Linked DNA regions of Capra hircus: region 1 is linked to region 2. A link is a contact called in public Hi-C data. All regions are on one chromosome and are shown on one strand. Each heading gives the region's core, a stretch centred on a gene start, on an enhancer-like site or on the middle of the called end of the contact. The rest is flanking DNA. Distances are from core to core; before and after follow the strand shown. Region 1 has its middle 7.8 kb from the start of RPL29. Region 2 overlaps POC1A (POC1 centriolar protein homolog A).

Region 1 (7,308 bases), core at 46-2,545, 180 kb after region 2:
CACACTGGTGCCCTGGAACAAGGTGCCCTGTGACCTGAGCCAAGCCTAGAGGGGTAGGGGATGGGTGGGTCGGGGTGTGGGTCCACAGCTATGTGACACTGTGCATCTCGTTTCTGGATCCACACCCGTGCACCCCAATTCGACTCAACCGCACAAGTGCATCTGGCTCCATGTTCAGAACAAGATGAAATGAGAAAACAGACTGTGCAGCTGGACAGTCCTGGGTTCAAAGGTCCAGTTGTGTGGTCCAGTGGCTAAGACTCCATGCTCCCAATGCAGGGGCCCCTGGGTGGCATCCCTGGTCAGGGAACTAGATGCCGCCTGCCGTAACTAAAGATCCCATGTGCCACATCTAAGACCTTGCGCAACCAAATAAGTAAATAAAGGTCCGGTTCATCATGTACAAGCTCTAGGAGCTCGGGGGAGTCACTTCCTCTTTCTGAGCCCTGGTTTCCTTGTGTGCAAAGTGAGGGTGACTTTAAGACAGAACGTTGCAGAGCCCCGTGAGTGCCGAGAGGTGAGAGGCAGGCAGGGTAGTTGCTCGTTTCCCTACTGCACTTTAGCTCCTTCTCTCCATCTAAGGGGACTGCCAGGGCATCCAACCACCACCCCTACGGATAAGGAAGCTGAGATGCAGAGCATGAAGGACCCCCACCCAGCGCCCCAGAGGTCCCAGCCCATTCCTCCTGCAGGGCTGACTGGTCCCCCCACCAGTGTGTCCCCCACTGCCTCTGCCGGGTCTGCGTGTGCACAAAGGCCAGCCACGCCGTCCCCTCTCCACCCTGAGACCCTGGCCCTGACATTGAGCCTCCTGTGCTCTGCCTCGGCCCTGGGGTTCGAAGCTAGGGAGGGCAGAGATCAGCATCAGGAGCCCAGCAGGACTGGCAGCCCACTGTGCAGCCCGACCTCAGGCTCCTTCCTGGGCCTCACAGTGACCTCCCCTGTCCCACGGGCACTGGAGCCCCCACCCTCCCTGACCAGGCCCCTTCATGTGGGGACCACAGGTCCTGCTGGCTTAGGGCCTCCTGGACTCTACCACAGGCCCCAGCATGCTGTGAGGGGTGGTCACATGTGGCTGTCTCAGCCCTGTACCCAGAGGCTGATGAGGGAGGCCTCATGCTGCCTCTGCAGACAGACGGAGGAGGTGGGGCTACGAGAGGAGGCCTCGGCTTGCCCAGGGGTATAGTGCTTCGCGCTGCAGTTGCACCCAGCTTTTGGATAAGGATCTGGGGCTCCGTGTCCCGCCACAGGCAAGGCGAGCGGAAACCAGGAGCGCCCCCTGCTGTCACTGCTTGCACTCAATAGCGCTGACCTGAGTGGAAGGAGGTCTCCTTCAAACACAGACTTCCTGCTGGAAGGAGCCCGCTGCTACTACCCAGCCAGACTGGCTCCCTACGCGGTGCGCGGCCCGAGATCAGGGCCAGCTTGCACCCCCAGCTCTGCTCCGGAGCCGGCCTGAAGAGAAGTGGGTGAGACAGGGCCGTTCCCTTCAGCCCCCGGCACCCCTTCCCACCTGCCAGCACCGCTTTTCTCCTCCTCACAGGGGACCCCTTCCCGGCTGCAGCTCCATCCCCTCCAGGCTCCCGCCCCCGCAGGCCCCCGGGCCCCTCCTCCACGCCGGGGGCGGGCGCACAGTAATTCTAGTTATTTTTAGCCAGCCGCATCCTCTAAGAGACGCAAGTCAAGGGGAAGCCGCCCCCGCGCCTCCGGGAGCTTCGGAGCTTCTTGCAGAAAAAAGATCGCTGAAAACTAGTGCTTGGAGGACTCGCGCCAGGCAGGAAGGGCCAGCGCTGTGGCAGGCGGAGCGACGACCCTGGGCCCCTCACCCACGGCTCCCTGTGCTGCGGGCTGGTTGTTGGGGGTGGCCAGGGGCCCGCACGGGCCCTCACTGCCTCCACTCAGCAAACGTCCTCAGCCGCCCTCTCCTGGCTCCACCCCCGCCACCGTCATCTCGTCATCCCTGCCTGCTGGGGGGGTGAAGAGAGCATCTGGGGAGCCATCCCCACTCTCTCAGCCCTCTCTGGGCGGGGTGCCCTGGGGGTGGGCAGCCTACATGTTTCCAGGGGAGATTTGGGGGTCAGGGAGAGAGCCGGGTATCACCTAGCCTTCTGGCCGTTTCAAGCCTTGTGGGCGGGGTGGGGGGGGCTATCAAATGGGACAGACCCCCATCGGCCAGGCCCTGTGAGGATCCCCGGAGCCTCACCATAACCTACAGTGTAGTAGGTGGCACGCTCATCCCTGTCTCAGGAGGACGTCACGGAGCTACAAACGGATGGAGCTTTTGCTCAAGGTCACCCAGCTGCTAAGTGTCATGCCCTCCAGCCTTCACCAGTGGACAGACGGTGAGTGCTTGAGAATGTGACGACCCACTAATGAACAAGCGCTGGGGGGGACACGGAAAGAAGGACCAACAGTGCTGCGGAGGAGGGTGCTGTATTGGACCCACCTGCCGTGGACACCACAGCACGCTGTCCCTGAGGCTCGCTCCTCAGCTAGGACGTGGCCCTCCTTTTCCCAAGCTGTCGTCAGCGTGTGTCTCCAGCAGCATCCAAGCCCAGCAGAGCTTCGAGGAGTGGCCTTGACGGAGAAATGGCTGTGTGGCCCTGGGCAAGTCACTTTACCTGTCTGGGCCTCTGTTTCCTCACCTGTAACATAGGATTAACAGAAGAAGCCAGTCTGCAGGTGTGGCGAGGATCAATGCAGAGCTCCTGGCTCCTGGCCCTAGCAGAACGCCCCTTTCCTGCCCAGGCCCTGGATTTAGGACACCCACTGTGGGCCAGGCCTTGGGGGCTTCGGGGCTACAGCGACAGCTCCTGGAGGCCCTCATCAGCTGGGGTCCTGTGCCAGAGCCATAAGGAGCAAATGCCAGCTTGAGTCTGCTCGGCCCACAGCATCCTCCTCACCCCACCCCCACCTCTCCCTGACCTCACAAGGCCTGCCCCTGCACCCCAGCAGCCCCCCTCCTCTCCCAGGAAGGCTCCAGCGCCCCTCTTCCAAACCCGAGCCTCCTGCCTAGATAGACTCTCTCTGTTCTGCATCCTGGGGTGCTGTGCCCGCAGCCGCCTCCTGTCCCAGCCCTCAGCTTCTGCATCTCACAGATGCTCCAGGTGATCCTGATAGTAGCCCTGGGCCAGCAGATGAAGGATTTCAAGCTCACACGCCCAGCCACTCATCTCCCAAGTGGAGCCAGGGGTCATTCTTTCTGTTTGCACGTCACAGAGAATCTCCCTCCAGGCTGTGGGCTGACCCTGTTTTACCTGGAGCGGGGGAGAGTGAGGGGCAGATGCTGGGAGTTTGGGGGTTTTGCCCAGGGGCCCAGAGCTTGGAAAGGGCAGCACTTGGGTCAGGGCGCTTCTCACTTAGGGGCTCTCAGTGGGACCTTGCGGGTTCCAGCTCTCCTGCGCCCCTCCTCGGATCCCCAGCTCCTTGCGGCTCTATCTGGTGTCCCTTGTTCCTCCCTAATCAGGGCCAGGCCTCCTCCCTCACTCACTCCATTGTGCCCTGAGGCCGGAAGTGGGTTTACTGAAGCACTAAGTGGGCAGCAGGCAAGGCAAGCCCAGAGCCTTCCCCAGAACCACCCCCGCCTCCACACTGTAAGGCACAACCCCCCTGGTCCTCACTGCCTGCTCTTCAAGCCAACAGTAAGAATGCCCCCTGTCCTGCCCCACTCTGACCACCCCTGTTCTGCCTTTGCCACATACTCTCTGTGTGCCTTGGGCAAGTCCCTGCTCATCTCTAGACCTCAGCTGCCCTACCTATAGGCGTGGAGAGGGGATCCAGGCGATCTTTAAGACCCTTGCCCCGGCGCTGGTTTTCTCATCCCTTCCAGGGGCTCCTGGGTCGCAACCTCTCTGACCTGGGAGAGAGTACAGACTGAGAGTTGGGGGTTTGAAGTCTTAGGGAGGTGATTTCATCATTCATTCTTCTTTCATTCAGAAGAATTCTTGCAAAGGCCACTTCTCCCTTCCTACTTGCCCCTTAAAGAATCTTCCACATGATCCTGAGCCTGGGGTGGCCCTGGGACTCAGCCTCTGGGCTGTCACAGGGGCTGAGAAAGGAGCCTTCCCCTTCCCCAGCTTCTCTTTAGCCCCAGCTAGAAAGGTGTGCACAGGCTGGAGGGGCATCCAGGCGCAACGGGGCTCAAGGAGAGAGGGGAGCTGGAGAGGCCACAGTTGCCATGGCACTGCGGTGCTGGCTCCACTGGGGGCTGCTAGTGGGGAAGGAAAGGGTCCCTCCCAGCCCTCAGCTTCATCCTTCCTTTTCAGATGCTCTTTCTTCACCTCAGAGACAGGGCTGAGAGTTGGGGGAGCCTCTTATGAATACAGTCCTGCCCTATCCGGCCTCCTCTCATGCCTACCTATTCCATCCCTCCCTTTCTGGTAGGTCAGGCCTCCGTGTTGATGAGCATCTCCGCCTTCACACCCAGCCAGTCCCTGTGTCTGAGACCCACAGAACCCAGCCCAGCCCAAGATGGCAGGAGAGGAGCCTGCCCTCCTCCCTGGGACTCTGCTACCACCACCAACACCCCTTCCTTTCTAGGCATCTTCGGGAGGGCCCAGTGGGTCTGAGCGGAAGCAGAGCCAGCACAGTGGACACCACTACTCTAGCATCTGTTGGCTGCAGAGGCCAGGGTTTCTTCCAGGTCACCTGTCAGTATCACAGGGTTCCTCCCTGACCTCATTGGGCACATACCATCCCATGTTCCTCTGGTCCTGGGGTGGGGGCATCTGGACCACAACAGCCCTCCCAGGTGGCGCTAGTGGTAAAGAATCTGCCTGCCATTGCAGGAGATATAAGAGACGCAGGTTCGATTGCTGGAGGAGGACATGGCGACCCACTCTAGGATTCTTGCCTGGAGAATCCCACGGACAGAGGACCCTGGCAGGCTAGTGGTCCATAGAGTTGTAAAAAGTCGGACATGACTGAAGTGATTTAGCACAGCTCTCCATTTGGCTGTGGGACCTCTAGCAAGTTAGATCCAAGGACTCCATCTCCTCGTCTGTGAAATAGGGTGATGAGAACCCTGGCAGCTCCCAAGGCTCTAAGCATTTCCCAAGGAAATGCTCAGCCAGACCCTGGGAGGCTTCCTGCCTGCTCAGCATCCCCCCACTGTCACAGGTGGAGAGACTGAGGCTCTGAGAGGTGAAGTCACTCCTCTGGGAAGCGACAGTCAGAATTTGAACTCAAGTCAGTCTGATATGGAAACCTATTCCTTTAACCCTCAATAGGCATAACCTCCAATAACTCGGCTGTAGACTAGCAGGGGCTTCCCAGGGACACCCACAGGCTCCACTTTCTCTACCTTGTATAAGTGAGACACCCTATACCACCACTACCAGGAGCCTAGAGCCAGGGAAGATTCTACCTACACAGAGAACCTGCTGAGAATGGGTGTGGGGTGGGGGGCTTGTGGGGGTGATGGGTGCTGGAAGCTGGGGTGTGAGAGGTCCTGAAGGCTCAAAGGGCTTCTTCCCAAAGGACGGGTGCTCCAGGCGGCGACTGGCGGCCGCATTCCATCCGCGGTCCTGTGCTGCCCCCACGTGGCTGACAGGCTAACATTTTCGGCTGGAGATGTCACATCACCTCATGGGCAGGAACCCCCCAGAGGGAATATGTGGCCTGGGGCTGTGAAGCTGTCTCAGTGACTGGAGGAATGTGCTACCCCCAAGCCTCTGTGGGGCAGGTCTCCCTGACAGATCCTGGGCCCCAGCCTGGCACTGCAGACTGCCCACCACCTTTCCTTCTTCCAGGAGCTTAGGACCCGAGACTTTTGGAGGAAACGGAACTTGAGAGCTATATTTTCCAACCCTCCATCCCATATTTCAACCTCCATTCCCAGTAATTTCTAATACCTGAGAGCTTGTCACTTTGGGAGCAGCCCATGATGTAGAAAAAGTTCTGATTGCAAAAATGACCCTGATCCGTGGAGCTGGTATTTGCCTCCCTCAGCCATAGCTCTGCCCTCTGGGGCCACAAGGACCAGGTGGTCTCTCACAGGAACTTTCAACCAGATGCAAAGCTTAACCCGGTCTCAGGGGCCTCCTCTCCGACTCCCAGTCTTCTCTCCTAAAACACTGTGGTTCTGACGAGCCACTCCAGTTCCTCCTGTCTGGGCACACTGGCAGTCTGTCCTTCTGTAACTTCAGGACTGAGGGGACCCAGCAGCCCTGAGGACTGTGGTGGCCCTCCATCCTGAACCTTCCTCGGAACCCGTGCTCACTGTTAGCATTTACTTCACGCTGACATTTTCCCTGAAGCCATGCCTGCCTCCTCAGGAGCCTTATGGGGAATAGTGTGGCTGGGATGAACAATGACTCAACACTCAATGTTTTCTCAGCACAGTGTTCAGTGCTTCACTCCAACTGTCCGGTTTAACTGATAACAAAACTGAAGATGAGTCAAAGAAATGGAAAGGTATCCCATGCTCTTGTGTTAGAAGAATTGGTACTGTTAAAGCAGCCATACAACCCAAAGCAATCTACAGATTTAATGTGATCTCTATCATATTACTCATGACGTTTTCCACAGGACAAGAGCAAATAATCCTAAAATGCACAGGGAACCATAAAAGACCGAGAGTTGCCAAAGCAATCCTGAGGAAAAAGAATGAAGTTGGAGGCATAACCCTGCCAGACTTCACATGATACTGCAAAGCTACGGTAATCAAAACAGCCTGGTGTTAGCACAAAAGCAGTACATGTATCAGTGGAACAGAATAGAGAACTCAGAAATAAACCCTGTACACCTATAGTCAAGTAATCTTCAACAGAGGAGGCAAGAATATGCAAAGATAGTCTCAAGCAAGTGGTGTTGGAAAAGTTGGACACTTCAGTTCAGTCGCTCAGTCGTGTCTGACTCCTTGCGACCGCGTGAATCCCAGCACGCCAGGCCTCCCTGTCCATCACCAACTCCCGGAGTTCACCCGAACTCGTGCATCGAGTTGGTGATGCCATCCAGCCATCTCACCCTCTGTCGTCCCCTTCTCCTCCTGCCCCCAGTCCCTCCCAGCATCAGGGTCTTTTCCAATGAGTCAACTCTTCGCATGAAGTGGCCAAAGTATTGGAGTTTCAGCCTCAGTATCAGTCATTCCAATGAACACCCAGGACTGGTCTCCTCTAGAATGGACTGGTTGGATCTCCTTGCAGAGAAAAAAGTTGGATAACCCCATGTAAATCACTGAAGTTAGAACAGACCCTTACTCTATATACAAAAATAAACTTCAAATGGCTTAAAGACTTAAATATAAGACATGACACCATAAAACTCTTATAAGGGAACATAGGCAAAGTATTCTCTGACATAAATCAT
Region 2 (7,471 bases), core at 3,534-6,033:
CTAAACCACCTCTAATGGGGGAAGAGCGAGAAAGGGTCAGAGTGGAGAAGGAAGGGTCGAGGAGGCAGAGCTGTTGGGCAGAAGCTCTCTTGCCTTGGGTTGAGGCCAGAAGTCTGCCATCTCCTGAAGGCACAGGAGCACCAGGACGGCCACATGCCAAGCGCAAAGCTAAGATCGGGATCACCTGTGGTGGCCTTGGTCTCCTGGGCTGGGCCCGCGTGCAGCACCCAGGGCAGCTGGTGCCCCAGGGGTCTGACCCTGCTGGCAGTTTGGTGGTTCTCTGGTGTGTGACTGGCCACACTTCCATTGGCCCCTGAGAGGCCGGCTGGCTTGTGGGTTTGGGGGCGGACATGAGTTACTAGTTTGTTGTGAGCCTAAAGGATTCTGGGGCTTTCTCCCTGCAGTCCCGGCTTTGGGATTCTGAGCCACAAAGGGCCATTCAGGGGGTGCGACTGGTGACTGAGCGAGGCTCCTGCCTCGTGGGAGCTGGCATCACACATGCTGTGCCCCTGAAACAACTCCTGGGCTGCTACTGGGGCTCGCGTGGCTCTTGAGAGACTTCTTTGGGGTGAGTGTCCACAAGTGATTTGGGCATCAGGCCAGAGAGCTGGGCAGGCCCATTGCTGGCTCCAGCCCAAGTGGGCCCTGGCCTTTCAATAGCCCTGCTGCTGTTGCTGCTTGAGGGCAGCAGGTCTGCAAACTCCAGCTGAGCAGACAGTGCCCTTTGCCAGGGCAGGGGTGTGGGACGGGCCGAGGAGCCTTTTGGGTCTGAGAGATGGGGTAGCCCTCTGCCTCCACGTGAGTCTGCCATTCAGGTGGAGAGTGGACAGAGTAGAGAGGTTCTGCCAACCTGGGGATGGGGCACTGCCCTCTTTCCTCCGCCTTCTCTCCTGGGGACACTGGGGTGATTTCTCTCTCAGTGATCTGGTGGAAAGGAGCCCTCATGGTCATCTTTGCCAGCTGCTTTGACTGAGGCCAAATGTCTGATATATTTTATTGGGGAAAGTTCACAGCCTTGTCTGATGCCGAGCTTTCTAAGGAACCACCCCAGTATTTCCAGGACTGAACCGCTTATACCCACCTGTTTCTGGTTTAGAAAAGACGCTGGGCACTCTCTCATCTTGTTCAGCCAGAAAAGCATGAGTTCTGGGGATCCACAAAAGGGAGGAAAGGGCTTGGGTGTTGGGATCAAACCATTCAAGACCTTGCCTTTGCCAGCCTTTCCTCCTCTGTAAGAATGACACCTGTACCTGTCATAATGGGAGAGGATGTCTGTGTTGCTCAGCACCAGACATAGTAGGTCCTCACAGGGGTCAGTCCCTTTTCTGTGCAGCTCTTGGAAAATGACCCCGTGCTGTTCTAGGTGAGAGCTCTTTTTTCTAAAATATTTATCTATTTTCCTGTGCTGGGTCTTAGTTGTGACACTTGGGATCTTTGGTTGTGGCATGTGGCAGTTTGCTGACCAGGAATCAAATCCAGGCCCCCTGTATTGGGAGCTCAAGTCTTAGCCATTGGACCAGCAGGGAAGTCCCTAGGTGAGAGCTCTTTAACAGGCAGTTTACAGTTTCTGTTCTGGGCATGGTCCTGGCACCATGGGTGGACAGTGTTTGTTAGGAAACTGAGTTCATGGTAGGGGGCTCTGATGGCCGTCACCCCTTTCCCGTCTGGGATGGGATGTGTCCATTTCCCCTCCTCCCGTTCACCCCCAGAATCTCTGTAGGGTTTGTCTGGCTTCTTATTTTGCTTAGGGTTGTTCTCATCTGCTCCATATCATCCTCTCACTCTGACTTGACTTTTGTCCACAGCTCCTAAAATTCATCCCCCAGTGGGTGGGGTACAGTGATTCCCTGAGCCAGAGTCCTTGTCCCACCGCTGCCCTGAGCGGTTTGTCCCACTGCTGTTTTGGTCTCCAGGCCTGCTCGCATGGCCCTTCTTTAATCGGGTCCCTTCCGGGGCCTGACCCCTGGCGGACAGCGTGGTATCTGATGGCACCGGGCTGTCTGCGGAAGACAGTGCCCTCTCTGAGGCTCTGGAAAGTCTTGCCCTTGGAGACCCGCCTAGACTGGGACACTTAGGCAGGAGGGAAGGGAGTCCTTGCTTCTTGCCAGAGCCAGTGCAGACTTCGGGTTGTCACTGCACAGGAGCCTCCTCATCCCACCGCACCCCTCACTTCGCAGTGGAGAGGGCTTTCCCACCAACTGCCCCGAGCAAGGCCTCCCCCTCACCACCCGCCGCCCCCCCCCCCGGAGTTCTGTGTGGCACACGTGGGGACAGTGTGCTAGAAATACAGATTTATTTTTCTGTATTTTCCGAAACATAATCTCGAGCCATGCTCATTTGGTTTTCGTCCCCAGAGCTATTTGGGAGAGGATGGTAGGTGGGGCGTGGGTGGGGAGTTAAATCTGGTGCTTGTGGCTGTGCAGTTGGAGTTCGTGTCTCTATGGAGTGATGGAACCACACAGGGACCAGCAGGCCCGTGGTTCCCCACACCACAGCTGGCCCTCGGTGGGGCGAGCACCCATTACCCGAGGCCCAGAACCCCAAACTGGGACAGCGTCTGTCTGTGCCAGGGGCTGAGCTCGGTTGCTGAGAAATCACAGGCTTTGAGAATGGGTCAGCTGATGCTCCTGGCGGCTTGTGCCTTGCTGGGGCCTGGGCTGGAGCTGGGGGAGTGGCATTAAGTGGGGCTCACCTCCCAGGAGGAGCCGCAGCAGCAGTACAGAGTGCCTGTGCATGTGGGCCCGCCCCGGCTGCCCCAGGCGGGAGGAAGTCCTCCGAACAAGCCCCTCCTGCCTTGTTTCTTTACACCCTGCAGCTCTTATGTAGTCGGTTAATTTGGGGGATTCGCTTTGCTGCTTGAGAGGCTTAGCCCTGGCTTCGATGGCTGGGTTCCTCCTGCAAGAGATGAGGGAACATAAGAGGGAGGAGAATAGTTCATGAGCGCCAACGGAAGTTAACAGGAACTCAGCCTGATCCTCTGTTCCCTGCTGGCAGCCCAGGTTAAGGGCTGGGAACAGGTGTCCTTGGCTAAGGTCAGGAGCAGCCTAGGAGCTAGGGGGCTGTTCCTTGTCCACGGGGCTCCCTAAAAGGACATCCACCAGGCCACAGCAGGTTGAGTGAGCCAGTGTAGAGCCTCCCTTTCGGAGTTTTGTGGAAGACACAGTCTGGTGGGCTGGGTTACGGTGCCTCTGTCTGAACACAGGGGTCAGAGTCAAGCACCTACGCCAGAGGCCTGCTTGATCTCTGTGTGTGTGTTTGATGGCCATGCTTCTATCTCTGGCGTGGGGCATGTGGTGTGACATTCTGTTGTGTTTGCTGGAAGCCAGTGAAAAACATCAAAACACTTGGGTAGTGGTGATGGGGGTGCCTGGCTGGCCTTCCACTGTAACTGTTGTCGACACAATAGCCAGGGTTCAGGTGTGCAGGGCCTCAGGCTGGAAGGTGAGGAGTGCGGAGAGGTCTGGACAAGCTGCAGGGGCCGCGGGGTGAGGGTCATCAGAGCTGTGGGATCTAAACGCTGTGGCATCCTTTGTTTTGCCTCCCCACCCCTGCCGTTGATGCTTTGCTGTATGAATGCGAAGGAGCTAGCCAGTGTGGGTCCCTTGGATCTAGAGGTTGTCCAGGCAGAGGCAGTGTGTGGTGAAATGACTGGGTGTGAGTCCAGCCAAGCTCGAGGGCCACGTGACGCTGGGTCAGTGGGGAGAGGGAGGTGGGGGCCCTGGCTGCACCCAGTGCTCCCGGTGATCATCTCAGACAAGGCTCCAACTGGCCAGATCCCGGGAGCGAGCGGGAAGGAGCTGCTAGAGCCTACGTGGCGTCCCTGCCAGTGGGCCTGGGCCCCGGACGGGCACCCCCAGTGGCAGGGGGACAGCTCGGGTCCACACTGCTGGGGCCCCGGTGAGAGCTGCTGCTCAGGCTACCGCTCAGGAAGCCCTGGAGAGGCCCTGGGCCTTGCCTTGGGGAAGAAACAGCCTGGCGCCATGCCTGCCCTGAGCCGGTGGATGAGTGTTTCAGGAGTGACTAATTGACTGAAAGGGGCCAGTTACTGTGAAGGCAGGGCAGTCTCAGAGAACACACGTCATACCGGGCCCCTGCCAGGGCTGAGAGAGACGCCCCGGCCCCCAGGGTTTGGAAACCAGAGGATGCTCCTGAATAACTGCTGGACTTCAGAGAGTCCCAGTGAAACGGGACACTGGGATGAAGGACAGGAAAATACCGCATAGTGGAAGCTTTGGGGATCTAAGATCTAAGGTGGTGCGTGCTCAGTGGCAGTCAGAGGCAGATTTGTAGCCTTAAATGAATTTACTGAAAACCAAGAAAGATTTGGGTAGTCTGGGTCTCCAAAGACCTCCCGAGGCTTGGCATGCGGATCATCAGCAGTGGAGAGTTGCGTCTGCGCTGCAGTCCATGATGACTTTGGCCCACAGCAGAGCCCAGGGACAGCCGTTCTCCGGGCTGTGCTTCAAGTGCCCCGGACTGTTTGTGCACCCCGGGTGGAAGGGTAGGAGCCTTTGTGGAAGGAACACTGAGGGGCCTGGCATAGGAGCCGTGCTGTCCTCTTGGTAAATGGGCACCAGTGGGGAGGACCATGGGCCTCCACCCTGAGGGGTCCTCAGAGCACCCGTGTCGCTTGCACCCTCCCTGGCATTTCCTGGGACCTGGACCCTAGGGGTAGCTCTAGCTCTTTTTGCCTGGAGGACTTCCAGCACCTGCTCTCTGGTCCTGATGCCCCTGCCAGACTGGGCTGTTGGCCACATTCTTCAGTGGTCCTGCTGCCGCTTGGCCTTCAGCATCTTGTGCCCAAGCTGGCATCTGGTGTTGAGTGACAACAGGAAAGGCGACTGACCCACGAGTGTTTGTTCGGTTCCTTAGTTGTGGTGACTTCTTGGAAACCCGCCCTTCCTCAGCGAGCTCTGGGCAGGCAGAGAGCCCGGCTTTTCAATACACTCTGTACTATTTTCCTTCCCTTTTCTCTTTCCTTTTTGTTTTTCCTCGGAATGAAAACAGTTTTGTCATTTTATCTTTGTATTCATGTAGTGTAGCTATATATTCATCAAAATATTGAAAGTATGAGACAGTTGAGAGATTTCTAAGACTCAAGTAAACTTGCCACCTGAAAGTGCCCCCCTGAAGTCCTGTCAGCCTGTGGTGACTGTCCTCCTGGAAGGCTATCTGGGCGATCGTAACCTGCTCCCACCCTGCACCCAGACCCTGCGCCTGCAGCCATGGTGCTCCGCTCCTGGTGGCGGTTTCTCACCCGGGCAAGTGGACGTGGTTCCCGCCAGGGAGAGTGGATCTGCTTTGTCCTGGTGGATGGCTGCCCAGCACTCCTGGGTTCTGTGGCCCCAGCCCCTGGGCCCCACCTGCACAGGAGGGCAGTGAGAGGCACGGCTGGAGGCTTCATACCCGACCCTCAGCCCTGTCCTCCAGGGTAAACATACAGGCCGCGCCTGAGGATCGAGTGCGTCAGGGCAAGTGGAGCGCTCCAGGCAGCCTGAGCACTTGGCATTAGCCAGCTTGTACTACTGCTTCACCCCCCTTTATGGGCAGCTCAGGGAAGGGGAGCTGTGGGTAGATTCCAGAGACGAGGCAGACGTGCGTTCTCCTGCAGCTCTGTCTAACCTGCTTTCTCTTCCGTGCAGGCTGCAGCTGCCCTTGCTCCGTGACCTCGGGTCCCTTTCCAGCCTACAACCTGTCTGGTCTTTCTGGCACTGAGTGGAAGTGCTTCCCAGTGTTCCTGTTGTCCTGGGTGTGTCGGCCCCACTGACAGAGGCCCCTCCCACGGGCAGCAGGGGTCCCTGTTGCTCCCTGTGCTACTCTAGAGGGACCGAGGTGGCCGTAGGCAGCGGCTGCAGCGTCATCCTCTAGGAGAGAACCTCCTTCATCTGGCTTTGCTTGGAGAATGCTAGGTAGAACCACATTAAAGTTTGGCCAGAAGGAAGCGATGGTTTGCGGTGGTGTGCTGAGCTGACTCTTGCTGTGTGTTTTTCTGCCGTGGGTTGCAGGCGTTTGAGGAAGAGTCCTTGCTCTTTACGGGAGATCATGTCCCCTGCCTCAAGCCTGGATGTGCTCACTGGCCCTCAGGGTGCGGCCAGGGATGGGCTTGGCATCATCCTTTGGACAGTTGTGAGGACCTTCAGCATCTGAGAAGCCAGAGGGTCAGGTCTCCTCCCAGGGCCCCAGCATGAGGAAAGTGACGCACTCATTAGAGGGACACGAGGTGGGGCATGGTCTGGTCAAAGGGACCAAGTTCTGGCCCCAGTGCTGGGCCTGCAGAAGTCAGTGCACCTCTCTGACCTCTGGCTTCCCCCTGGAAGCTGAGGACAGTGGTGTCGGCCTAGCAAGGCTGTCAGCACCGACGGTCTCGCCCATCCTGGCCTTGGCCTCAGGGCCGCCGTCGTCAGTGGTGCCCGGGACGGAGCCTCAGCGGTCGCGCTCATGCATTGGCCCCTGCCGGTTCCTCCGCCCACGGTTGGGGGGACACGCGCTGGCTGAGGTGCTCAGCCCTGAGGCCTGCTGTCACTGTCACTCGTGAGATTCTGATTTCTTCCAGTGCGTTGAGGATCTAGAGTGACCTTTGGTGCTTGTTCTTTTTGGCTTGTTCTCACAGGGTCCAGCCACCACGGTTGCCTTTTCAAGAACGGGGGAGTATTTTGCTTCGGGCGGTTCAGATGAACAAGTAAGTAAAGAATGGTCCGAGGGATCCCAGTGGATACTGAGGAGAACAGACAGCGGGTTGAAGTGCCACAGGGGTGGGGGGGCTGGGTCTCACCAGCTTCCTTGGGGACTTTCAGCAGCCTCGGAGGCTGGATCCTGGGGTAGGGTGCTCAGAGCAGCGCCCTGCTGCCCCAGAGCCGGTGTGCCGCAGCTGCCCACCACGGCAGCGCCGCAGAGCTCCTGCTGCTCAAACCAGTGTGGGCTGGGAGGGGTCTGCATTAGTGCTGCCACGAGAAAGGTGAAGTAGAGGGCCTTTTGTTCCCGTTTCTTTTTGGCCATGAGGCATATGGGATCTAGTTTCTTGACCAGGCATCACACCAGTGCCTGCTGCATTGGAAGCATGGAGACTTAACCAGTAGACCACTGGGGAAGTCCCCAGAGTCTTTTAGGAACTTCTTTTTCCTGATTCTAGGGGAATAATTAGGTAATTATTGGATGCTTACCGTGGACCTGGTAATGTGGGCAACACGGCAAGAGTGTGACCCCTCACTGAGCCCTCGGGGCAGCCCCGGGGGACCTTCTGCAGCCGTTCTGTGGGTGAGGAAGCTTGAGTCTGAGCTAGGACTTGGCTGGAGGCTGTGCTCCACTGTCTGCCGGCCATTGCTCCCTGGCCTGCTCGTGTGCTGTCTGAGGGACGGCATTTTCCAGCTCCACGACTGCAGAGCTAGAACATGTGTGAGGAGGTCCTGTCCTGCCTTGCCACCATGTCCCTGGGGTCTGGCCCGAAGTCTGGGGCCTGGTAGGCCTCCCACTG

The links. A called contact is a pair of places that touch in the nucleus more often than the background predicts.
Region 1: a Hi-C map of blood shows a contact between it and region 2, with 3 times the contacts expected there. The contact joins two enhancer-like sites. A contact is called at or near these places in 4 of 5 Hi-C or Micro-C datasets (blood and liver).

What each region holds. Positions count from the first base shown.
Region 1 is chr22:49,024,301-49,031,608 of ARS1.2, forward strand. No RefSeq gene overlaps it. Among named protein-coding and RNA genes, the nearest start is that of RPL29, 7.8 kb to the right of the region's middle. Within about 2 kb of position 1,296, at least 4 of the 5 cell types and tissues checked have an H3K27ac peak or open chromatin away from gene starts, as enhancers often do.
Region 2 is chr22:48,845,093-48,852,563 of ARS1.2, forward strand. It overlaps POC1A (POC1 centriolar protein homolog A), which reads left to right. Exons shown (of 12, transcript XM_018038440.1): 9 at 6,611-6,679. Among named protein-coding and RNA genes, the nearest start is that of POC1A, 55 kb to the left of the region's middle. Within about 2 kb of position 4,784, at least 2 of the 5 cell types and tissues checked have an H3K27ac peak or open chromatin away from gene starts, as enhancers often do.